Linked DNA regions of Oryzias latipes: region 2 is linked to region 1. Evidence: chromatin contacts called from public Hi-C data. All regions are on one chromosome and are shown on one strand. Each heading gives the region's core, a stretch centred on a gene start, on an enhancer-like site or on the middle of the called end of the contact. The rest is flanking DNA. Distances are from core to core; before and after follow the strand shown. Region 1 overlaps LOC105355847. Region 2 holds the start of jag1 (protein jagged-1).

Region 1 (5,435 bases), core at 1,076-3,575:
ACCTGTTATGGCAAATGAGGATCAGCGGCGCCTTGGCCTACTTTCCAAACCATCCGGGAGGAAGGAATCAGCATCGGATCTGCTCGGCAGTCTTTAAACAGGGATGCTGGAGAAGCAAGTGTTGGGCTTTACCAAAAATAACTGAGTGTTTACTGTTTCATGTAGCCCACCAGGCGAATACTGAGACTTCTACTGCCACCTAGAGAGGAACACTGGGAAAAGCATGTGCAGCCTGTGCAGTCATCTCCTCTCAACGCTAAATCATTTTTATGACTCAAAGGAAAAAAATGAAAAAGCAGGCTCTCACTTTGTTATCTTAATGCTATAACTCAGCCAGAAATTGATTCTGACCGATTAATAGAAAATAATTTTTCCTTCCTTCCAGCAGCAGGAAAAAGTGAAACCAATTAACATTCACACTCAGTGGATTTCCCCTGTTCTTCTATCCTCCTCTACTGTTTTGACAAGTTACCTCAACGCCCAGGTGGTACGAAAAGAGTTGGCAGAAATTGCCTGGAGGCTTAAAAATGAGTCAGACGCTCAGTGTGAGTTTTTATTACACAAGTAAGCTCAAAACCTGCGTGGAAGAGATAAAGCCACAGTTCATCAGAGGTTTAACAGTCTCCAGATGCACTATCAACATATTTTTAATGATATTTTTTTTCTTCCTATTATCAATTCTCTCCAATAGTGTTGCACAATCATCTTTTTCCATCAGTCTGCTTTAATTAAACCTTTCACAGCAGCAACAAAAAAAAGAGACACAGGTCGTTTTTGGCTAAAGGTGGGAAAAAAGTGACATTAATTTTGACCTTTGTCAGGTGCTGCTGGCGCGGCTTTGCAGAGCCATCTTACAGACGCATTTATCTCTGAGCACACCTTCGACCTAATCCTAATGGCATTTTCATTATCCTTGTAAATGAGCAGCAGGGAGTGCTAAAATGTCTCTCAGCAGCTTTTACGCTGCACACTCCAGCCGACACAGTCATTTTTGAGAATTAAACCCACATTAAAGTCACAAATGATGGATGATTATCTCGTTTTGACCTTATTGTCTTGTTTTTCTGCCCGTGCAGAATAGTAGAACGTCTGGTTCACATTTACATTAAGTCATGCCGGGGTCACTGGGAAAAAGGGAAAGCTGTGTAATTACCGGATTTCTCTAATCTCAATAATCTGGCTGCAAAATGCTGGCTGATTGGGCATGTGGCAACAAAAGCAGTGTGTTTAAATCAACACAAACTGCAGATTTTCTGTGAAAAACCTTTTACTTCTTTGCAGGGAAGTGTATTTCTACTGGAGTATACCTACGTGTTTAAACAGACAAAAGAATATGTAACGACACCGTCAGTGGACATTATTTTAACCGGCACAGTTATGCTGTTAAAATTTTGCAGTTAAAATGAGAAAAACACACAAAAGTGCATAAAAGTTAGCTTTTAGCATGTGTGTTTTTTCATTATTTTGTTGAAAAGTTTAGTTTGTATTTTTTGTATTATAACTCTTTCTGCTTTAAGCTTGATTCTTATTAATTACAGATTTAATATTTTAAATTGATCAGATCTGATCAACTTTTTATCTATAGAGAAATCTGAAGAAAAAAAAATCTTTTGGAGCTTTTCTCTTTGTTGATTTTTGTGCGCCTGCCAGCAGATGGCGGCACTCGCTCACGCTCTTCCAGCATCCACCAGGTGCAGAGGTCATGCAACAGTGCTGCGTCGACCAGGAGAAGGGTCACCTCATAAATTCTTCTGGGGATGCTCCCCTAAGTACCTGGTGCAGCTGCTTCGTGTGAGATTGGCCAGAGGAAAAGGCTGAAGTTCCATTTCCACCTCAGCAAAATGAAATCCAAAGCCCCAGAGATTTGAGCGTGACCTTTGCAGCCTTCACTCCTCTGGAGCGATTACTGAAATATAAGAAGCTGGAGGCTGCAGAAGCCTAATGCTGTGCAGAACTAGAAACATCTGATTCTGAGAAAATTCTATTATTATCATCTAAGTGATTGTAAGTTACCCAACAAGCTGAGGTCAAACAGAAAAGGGAAGCATTACACTGAGATGTGCCGTAGTTTTTGCATTCTTTTGCCACAAAGGGGCTGAACGCCCATCTTATTTGTTTGAACAGGAATTCCTTTAGTTCACTTCAGACCTGTGAGCATTTTATTGGCTTGTGTGGGATTAGGGCAGGAAACCAGAGCTAATGCCCCATCTCCCACTTCAAACGGATGCCAGGCACCCTTAAATGTCAGGAGGTGGTTAGAGAGTTGCAGAAGAGAGGTGGTGGTGGGGGGGGGGTTGAAGAGTGAAGAGCCGTGGCCGGCTGGCAGACTGACGGGGAGAAATCCAGCCACACCGGACTCTCCTCCCAGCTTATCGGTGTGTACTTGATGGAGCTGCAGCGAGGCTGCTAAGCCAAACCAGATGCAGTCTTAGCTGCTTTGTGCCACGGTGTGTCAGGTACAGCAACCTGAGGCGCCGTGGTCGTATGGGAGGATGTTGCCGTGCAGCTGAAACCTATTGCAGATGTTCTGTGCTTGGCTGGTCCTCGGAACAGCTTCTCTGAAGGACGGTTTTGCGGTGGCTCTCGTGCTTCTTGACGACAAGCACGGGTTTATGGCCGGACTATCAAAGCTTCAGAGTGTGTATTCTGGGTGTTTTGGTCACTGGGAATCCTGCTGCGTCTTTCTAGTCTTGCCAGCAGTGGCGTTTATAGGATTTTGTCTCATTTTCTCCAGTGTTAATTTATTTCCATGACACATTCTCTCCCTCTTTTCGGTGCGGCTTCGTTTTACTGAGCCGTGAGTTTCTCTACTCTACAGATCAGACTGGGCTCGCTTTCTTGCACAGTTGTTTTGACACTGAGCACGATCTTTATGCGCTAATTTTTCTTTCCCCCCTTTCCCATTTTGTGTCGCCTCTTCCTCTTTCCGAGTATGAGTCCACGCCCTGCTATTGCACCGCTCTGTGGTTTTGGATCACTTTTCGGACTATTGTTGCTCTCAGAGGTATGTCATTATGGTTCATCTGTGTCAGTGGATAGATGAACATGTTGTGACGTGGTTCACTTCCATTTCCCATGCCTGTGACTAAGTAGTTCAAATCTCCAGCTTGCCAGAATCAAACTCCTCCCTCCCGTGGCTTTGTTTGGTGAGCAGAAATGCCTTTTCTGTCATTAGCAGGATTTGGTCACAAATTAAGTCAAATATTTTGGTGACTGACCAGTGATTTATTCTGTTTTTTAGGGAAACCGGCCTCATCCTTCTTAGAGCTGCAGGGTCAGGATTTGATAGCTTCTGTATCATCTCTTTCACTCAAAATCATCGGCTGCTTCACGAAGGAGAATATTTTCCATTACTGAGGCGTTTCCAGATGTCAGATTTATTTTGATTTTCAGGTGGATTCCATAGCAAAACTCGTGCAGGCATGTTAATAAAAAGTGAGGGAAAAAAGGCAAACATCTCCCCTTGCTGCGGGTCTCATTTATTTGATCTCAAATCTAAGTAATGTCTTCATTCTTTTTCTATAAATTAAAATCAATTTTTTTATTTTTTATTTTTATTTCAGTCAAGTCTTTGGCCAATTCCGGTTGAGCTGGAGCTGCACTCTCTGTCCCCCCATGCCTCCCTGCTCTCTGGCTTTGGGGGGCCCCCGTGGCGGTCCTGCTGGCCCTGGCCTCGGTGGCAGATGTAATCACCCGGGGGGGCGGTTGTTCTCTACCTGCTGCTGTGCGGGCGTTCGGGGTTCTGGCTGCTGCACCTTCTGCGGCGGGGGTCTTGGTGTGGGGATGGCTGGGCACTCCTCCTTCTTTTTACATTCCATCATCCATTTTAGAAGAACAAACACTTACCTGAGCACAGGTGTTAGCTCACCTTTGCACTAATATTTTGCGTGATTGAATGAAATATTTCACACTTGTTGGTTTGAAGGCATAGGTATGCGTGTGTGAACGATATTTGTATTGTGTACATGTTGACATGTGAACATTTTTGGAGCCAATAGGTGTGTTTATAACATTTGAGTGTGTGTGTGGACAGGCCCCGCCCCTTCTAAATTTGTATTACATCTGACCTGATAACCATCCAGCAACTTGTTGCTTTATGCTGCTTTATGGTTTTACCCCCCCCCCCCCCCCCCCCTATAATCACCCATCCTACCCCCCCCTCTCTAACATCCTCTCTCTTCCTCCTTCCTTTCCTTTTCCGTCCGGTCAAACACAAAAGATTTTCAAATATGATTAAAATAAATAAAGTTTGGCCTCGATTCCAAAAGGGGTTTATTCAGACATACCTCTGGTTTGCCAGAAGATTCATAAACCCTGTTGTTAAAGTATAACATGTCAAACACAAGAGGCCTTCAGCTCTCATCTGTCTGCCCAGCTGTTGGACAGGACAAGTTTGGACAAGACAAGAGGACAAGACTTTGTTTTTAAATCAAGTTTCAAAATGAAAACACTTATTGTTTTATGTTACAGAACTTGCAACCAGTGGAGTTAAAAAAATGCATGTATATTTTCTGCACAAACACAAATGTAACACGATAACACAAAAATACAAACAAACTAATAAACATTGTTCAGAGTTTCCATAGATCAAGTCTTAGTTTCCTTCCAGTGAAGCAAAATCCTCAAATTCCTGTTTCTGGTCTCTGAGGTTGGACAGAATTAAGGGGGAAAAAAAACTTTCTGTGAAGAGTTTATATCATGGGAAATATGTAATGACACGTCAGAGAAGGTTATCAGAGCGATAAAATTCGAACTAAGTCTTGCTACGATTAAGGTGTGGATAAGATCATATCTGAACCAAATGATGAAATCTTGAGATTAAGGGGCTGCAGTTGAAAGACGCTAAGTGTTTAAGAGGAAAGTTAAGCAACGCAATGCAAAAACTCATCAACAGAAGATAGAAAAAAGTGGCCTGAGGTACTGAGTGAGTCTTGACTTCTGTTGTAACAATTACTCATAGTTTACCGTACACAGCATGACGATTGCATTCATCCTTCCCAGAACCACAACTGTTCAGTCACCGGAATCATCTTTACCTTATTTTAGCTGCTCACGTGTCCATCAGATTTTTATTTGACTTTTCAACTTTGAAACTTTCTACATCTTGGAAACCTATTTATATACATACATCACACATTTGATTTCAAAATGGATGGATGGATGGATGGATGGATGGATGGATGGACGGACAGACGGACGGACAGAAGCTCTAAGTCACAGTTGATGAATGGATTGTTGGATGGATGGATGGATGGATAGATAGACAGAGGGTTTGAGTCACAGTTAATGGATGGATGGACTGATGGAGGGATGGAGGGAGGGAGGGATGGTCTAAGTCACTGTTGAAGAATAGATGGGTGGATGGATGTACTGAAGGATGGATGGATGGGTGGATGATTGGACAGATGGATGGATGGACAGACAGATGGGTGGTT
Region 2 (4,864 bases), core at 1,698-4,197, 120 kb after region 1:
GGACGTAGGGACGGGAAAAGCCCCAGCAGGACTGGTGGAGAGGGGTAGTTTCCTCTGGTGGCACATTGACTGTGTGGTGGAAGCATCACGATGCATGCATGCCCCCCCCCCCCTCAAAGGCCCAGGGGTCATTTGTGTGATCATTACCATAATCACATTAAGGCTGCAGGAGATTAGCGCCAAGGCCTCAGAGGAGAAACCACGCAGACTAAATGCCCAGAGGGAGCGGCGAACATTATCGTCAGATAGCTATCAGCTACATGATCGATGGGAGGAGACGTGGTGAAGAGGAAGAGGTCGAAGTTTTCCAAAAAGGACACCAAAAAATATGAAGGAAAGATTTTTGAGTTCATCTGCAAACCCTGGATGGATTGTTTAAAAAAAATCCTGAAAATTTCTCTCCCATTCAGACAGAAGTCTAACCTCTGGGCAGCTCTTGAAGGCAGCAAACAGGATCTAGACCCCCCCACACACACACACACACACAAACAGTAAACTGTCTACCGTGTCTAGACTCAAGGAAAGAGAGTGAAAGGGCAACAAAAAAAAGAGAAACCTTGCAAAAGGTTAAAAACGACTCTTATTAACCCTAATTACCCAAAGGCTGCATTTCAACGAGGCCTGTAACCTGAGATGTCTATCAGCTCAGAGACTGGGGGGGGGGGGCATCCTTCGTCTTGAAGTTCAACCACAGGAAATGTGACATTTCAAAATCGACTGCACTGATTTAAGATGGAGGAAACAATCCGATTTCCCCTTTGAAAGTGAAGAATAATGATTTTACAGCAGAGAAGAAACAAAGACTGATTTGGATCCGCGTTGAGCTTCTGGCTCATATCTCGAATGCATCTGAAGATCTTTTGTGGCTTCACTGAAAACAACTGTCTTTATTGCATAGTTTCACAGAAAAACCTGAGACAAAATGTGAGCGCTCTCTGCTTATCAGGTGTGAAGGCATACATCTGAGAGGCACGGTACCCTCATAAAGAGCTGTAAAGGGTGGTGGCGAAACGTTGCGTTGTTACTGATTGATTCGCCGTTCACCGTGCAATGCCAAAGTTCCCAACTGGGTTCCGTGGCCGTGACCCACTGAATGACCTGTGTAATTGGTCTGGCACAAATCACCGTTGACAGGGCGTTGTGTGTGTGGAGCCTCAATCACTGATCTAGATCACAGATTACCGTCTCGCAAGTACACCTGGCCATAATTGTCCTTTGACACCAGAGGAGGCGTATCAGTGACCACATCAACATAAAATGAATATTAATGAGTTCTTTCAAAGAGACATCTTTTCTGGTGCGTTATTCGTTTGACTAGTTAATTGGAATATAGTGACTTTTTTTCAACCACCCTTAGCAATAAGTTTATTTTATGAAGTACACTTGAGTATAAGTATAGCAAGGATACTATAGTATAGACCAGTGGTCCCCAGACCCCTGGTTGCAGAACCGTACTGTACATGGGACGTTTGGTATTCGGCCGCAGATGGGAGGAAAAACAAAACCTACATTTTTTCCATTTTGTTTTCTAATCTGACTTGGAAGGAGGTTTTATTTTGAAAAACTACTGGTAACCACCACATCCAACTCATTCTTGACACATGTTAAGTCGCTCAGTCACGTTTCCGAGATCCTTGGGGCGGCTGCACCAGCCGTTAAATTGAAACCTTCAAGCTACCAAAGTCAACAAGAAACAAACATATTTGGAAAGTTTCTTTTAGCAGAAAAGATCCAGCGAGGAAACAGAAGAAGACTTTGATGCCTTCAACTTCCAAATAGAAGAAAACTGCATTTAACAGAAAAAACATTTAGAAAATTGTAGCTTCCACTTTGACGGTCATGGGCTAAGGGAAAATTGATCTCACATCTGAATGGTTTCTACATGAAATCTAGCGTACATTAAAACCAGCTGCAGATATTTTACAGAGGATGAAGATAAGCATTACCCTCAAAAGTTAAGAGAAACAGAGCGGGAACAAAAATTAGTCGACTACTTTTGCTTATATTAGACTGAATCATCTTTGGTCAAGAGAAATCTGGGTGTTAATTATTGACTTGAACTTTAACCTTCACATCTATACCATCATTAGCACTATAATGGGATAAAAGCATTGTCAAAATTAAAGAGAAACAGTCTAAACCAGAACTAGAAAGACTTAACTATGCTTCATCTCCAACAGGTTCAATTCCTGAAACGTAGCTGGACTGATGAGCTGATGCTGCCATCCAGAACCAGGAAGTAGGACCACATCAGTCCTGAACTCAGGTCTTCACACTCCTGTTGCTCAGGGAAAACATTTGGAAACATCTCTGCTTGTGTGGAAGTTTCTCCTTGGTTTAGCACAGAGGAACATCTGTGACATGACGCTCCCATTGGATTGTTTTAATTGTGGTCATTTTTATTTCATCATTATTCGGGCAAGATTAGTTAAGAAAAAAAGTTCTTATTTTCAACTGTGGCCTGGCGGAAAATTGCGATCTTTTAAGAAAGAAAAATAACGTTTTTCTCAGAAACAATTGGGATCATATGGCAATAACAGATGAGCATTTAAACAATTAAAGTAAGAACCTTAGGATCCTAAATTTTTGTTTTTTGTTCACTTTAGATTTATTGTGTATGAATTTTGCAGATTTTCCTCTGCAGAGCTGATTCCAAACATTGAAACTTCCCCTTTTGCATTCCTACATTTACTGCATTTTTCCACAAGGACCAAATGCCCAGAATTCCCACATTCAGCATTTTTCTTTTGATTAAGTTTCTTTTCTTTTTTTTTTTTCCATCCAAGGTCAGTTTTCACATGATTCTACGGTAAAATCCTTGATGGATGCAGATTTGAAACCGGATTATGTAGAGAATGTAAAATATAGATGTTCATACTTTAAAGTTTTTACAAGCTGTAAATGTTACAAAAATGTCAATAGAATTATGAATTTAGATTTGGTAAAATGAGGTTTTCCTAAACTATCTTTTCTCCTCAGCTTTTTTTTAAGTCTTCAGCCTTGGCTGTGATTGTCCTGATCAGAAAGGAGGGGCGGGTCTCATGAATATTAAGGCCCGGGGCCCTCCGTGATCCCTCCCTGAACTTGTGAAGCTGAACTCCAGCTCCGACCAGCAGTCAGTCAGTGAGCGGTGGGATCGGCAGCCGCATGGCTTCTGCGTAAACTTTCCTCAGCAACAAGTGGACACTGTCGGATAACCGGGAGAGCAGGCGCGCGGATCGGCCGTGGGGCGCACGAGGAACAGGTCTTCTATGACTCCCGTGCTCCGCTTCTTGTGAAAGTGTGGTTTCCCACTTGTGCATGCGTAAACCAGCGGGGAGCTGTGGTGCCGTGTCCCGGCCAGAAGACTAGTACAAACGAGTGGCGACAGCAGTCCGGAGGCATGGTTTGGAGACGGGGCTCGGTGGCTGCCGCCTTTCTCCTCTGCTTCCTCCTCAAGGTACGTGAATCTGCTGCCGTGAGCGGCGGAGGTCACCCGGTTCAGCCAGGCGCACGGATGAACCGCTGCCTGCGCGCGCCCCCATACCTGCACAGATCAAAGTTTCCGCTGCGCTCACCTCTGTGTCTCCCTGCAGGTGTCGGAGGGAACGGGCAAGTTCGAGATCCAGATCCTGTCGATGCACAACGCCAACGGGGAGCTGCAGAACGGCCTGTGCTGTGATGGCACGCGGAACGCCGCGGATAGGAAGTGCACGCGGGACGAGTGCGATACGTTTTTCAAAGTGTGTCTGAAGGAATACCAGTCGCGGGTTTCCGCCGCGGGGCCGTGCAGCTTCGGAGTGGGATCCACGCCGGTCCTCGGAGGGAATACGTTTTCTTTCAAGAGCGCAGTGGGGAATGACATCACGGAATCCTTGATAGTTTTGCCCTTCTCTTTTGCCTGGCCGGTGAGTGGAGACATAATATCCCCCCCACAAAAAAATTTTTTTTTTAAAGAAAATAAAAGCCTTTTTGTATGACAGTTAGCTGAGAAGACCTGCCAATCACCCTAATAAAAAAGGTGCATAGAAATCCCAACTACCTCAAACTATTCAGTCCTTGATGAGAAAGGCCCCATGGCTCCTCATTACCTGCGCTAATCCACCAGGTGCAGAAACGTTCCCATCAGGCCTAGACCTGTCCACATACAGGGTGTCAAACCTGCCTCTAAACCAGGCTGTGCTTTACTGAGACCATCAGGTCTAAAGTGGTAGAAACTTCCTTTATGCAAACTGCTTGTTTTAAACATGTCAGCATTGCTTGGCTCCATGCAATAAGTGAGATGAAAAGTTCTTGCAGACTTTTCCTCCTCCTCATCAGTCTCCCAGGCAGCTGGTGGTGTTGCACAGTGCAGCAACTCCAGTGCGCAAACCAACTTTCTGGTTTCTTTAACTGTCAGCTCTTCTTGTGGAGCTGAATAAATGGGCCTGACAGGCCTGTGGGAGTGTTGGAGCCCTGTGAGGGAGATGATTTGCCATGCTGGAGCACATTTCTGTGCAGTGAAAAAAAAAAGGACTGTTCACAGACTGACTGGCCCCACAACTTGGCCCACAAACTCCTCCACTGTGCCTGATAGCTGAAAGGCAGGGTCTGCTGGTATGTGTGTGTCCAATTACATCAAGGCTATTTTTACCCCCTATCTTGTGGATGTTGTTGATGCGACTTTGAGCATTGTACTGGGCTGAAAAACTCCTAAAAGTTTCTGATTTATCCTCCAGGTTCATTTTTCTGAAGGAAAAAATGACTTTTTGGGTTTTTTTGTGAGTAAACTGATATTGTCAGATGTGGTATTGTATTCCCATTAAATGGGATCGTCTCACACATTTTTTTTTTTTAAATAAGGGTTTCTGTTTATGTTCGTGCCATAGCAACATAAAGCCTACTT

The links. A called contact is a pair of places that touch in the nucleus more often than the background predicts.
Region 2: a contact with region 1 is called in a Hi-C map of embryo, with 2.4 times the contacts expected there. The contact joins the promoter of jag1 here to the enhancer-like site in region 1. A contact is called at or near these places in 2 of 5 Hi-C or Micro-C datasets (both in embryo).

The regions. Positions count from the first base shown.
Region 1 is chr15:27,703,971-27,709,405 of ASM223467v1, forward strand. LOC105355847 reads right to left here. Exons shown (of 20, transcript XM_023963415.1): 20 at 4,474-5,435. Among protein-coding and RNA genes, the nearest start is that of btbd3, 25 kb to the left of the region's middle. Within about 2 kb of position 2,326, at least 1 of the 8 cell types and tissues checked has an H3K27ac peak or open chromatin away from gene starts, as enhancers often do. A contact at or near this core is called in embryo, where this site is marked.
Region 2 is chr15:27,820,407-27,825,270 of ASM223467v1, forward strand. jag1 (protein jagged-1) reads left to right here and starts at 2,948. Exons shown (of 26, transcript XM_011484700.3): 1 at 2,948-3,439; 2 at 3,576-3,887. The coding sequence starts at 3,383.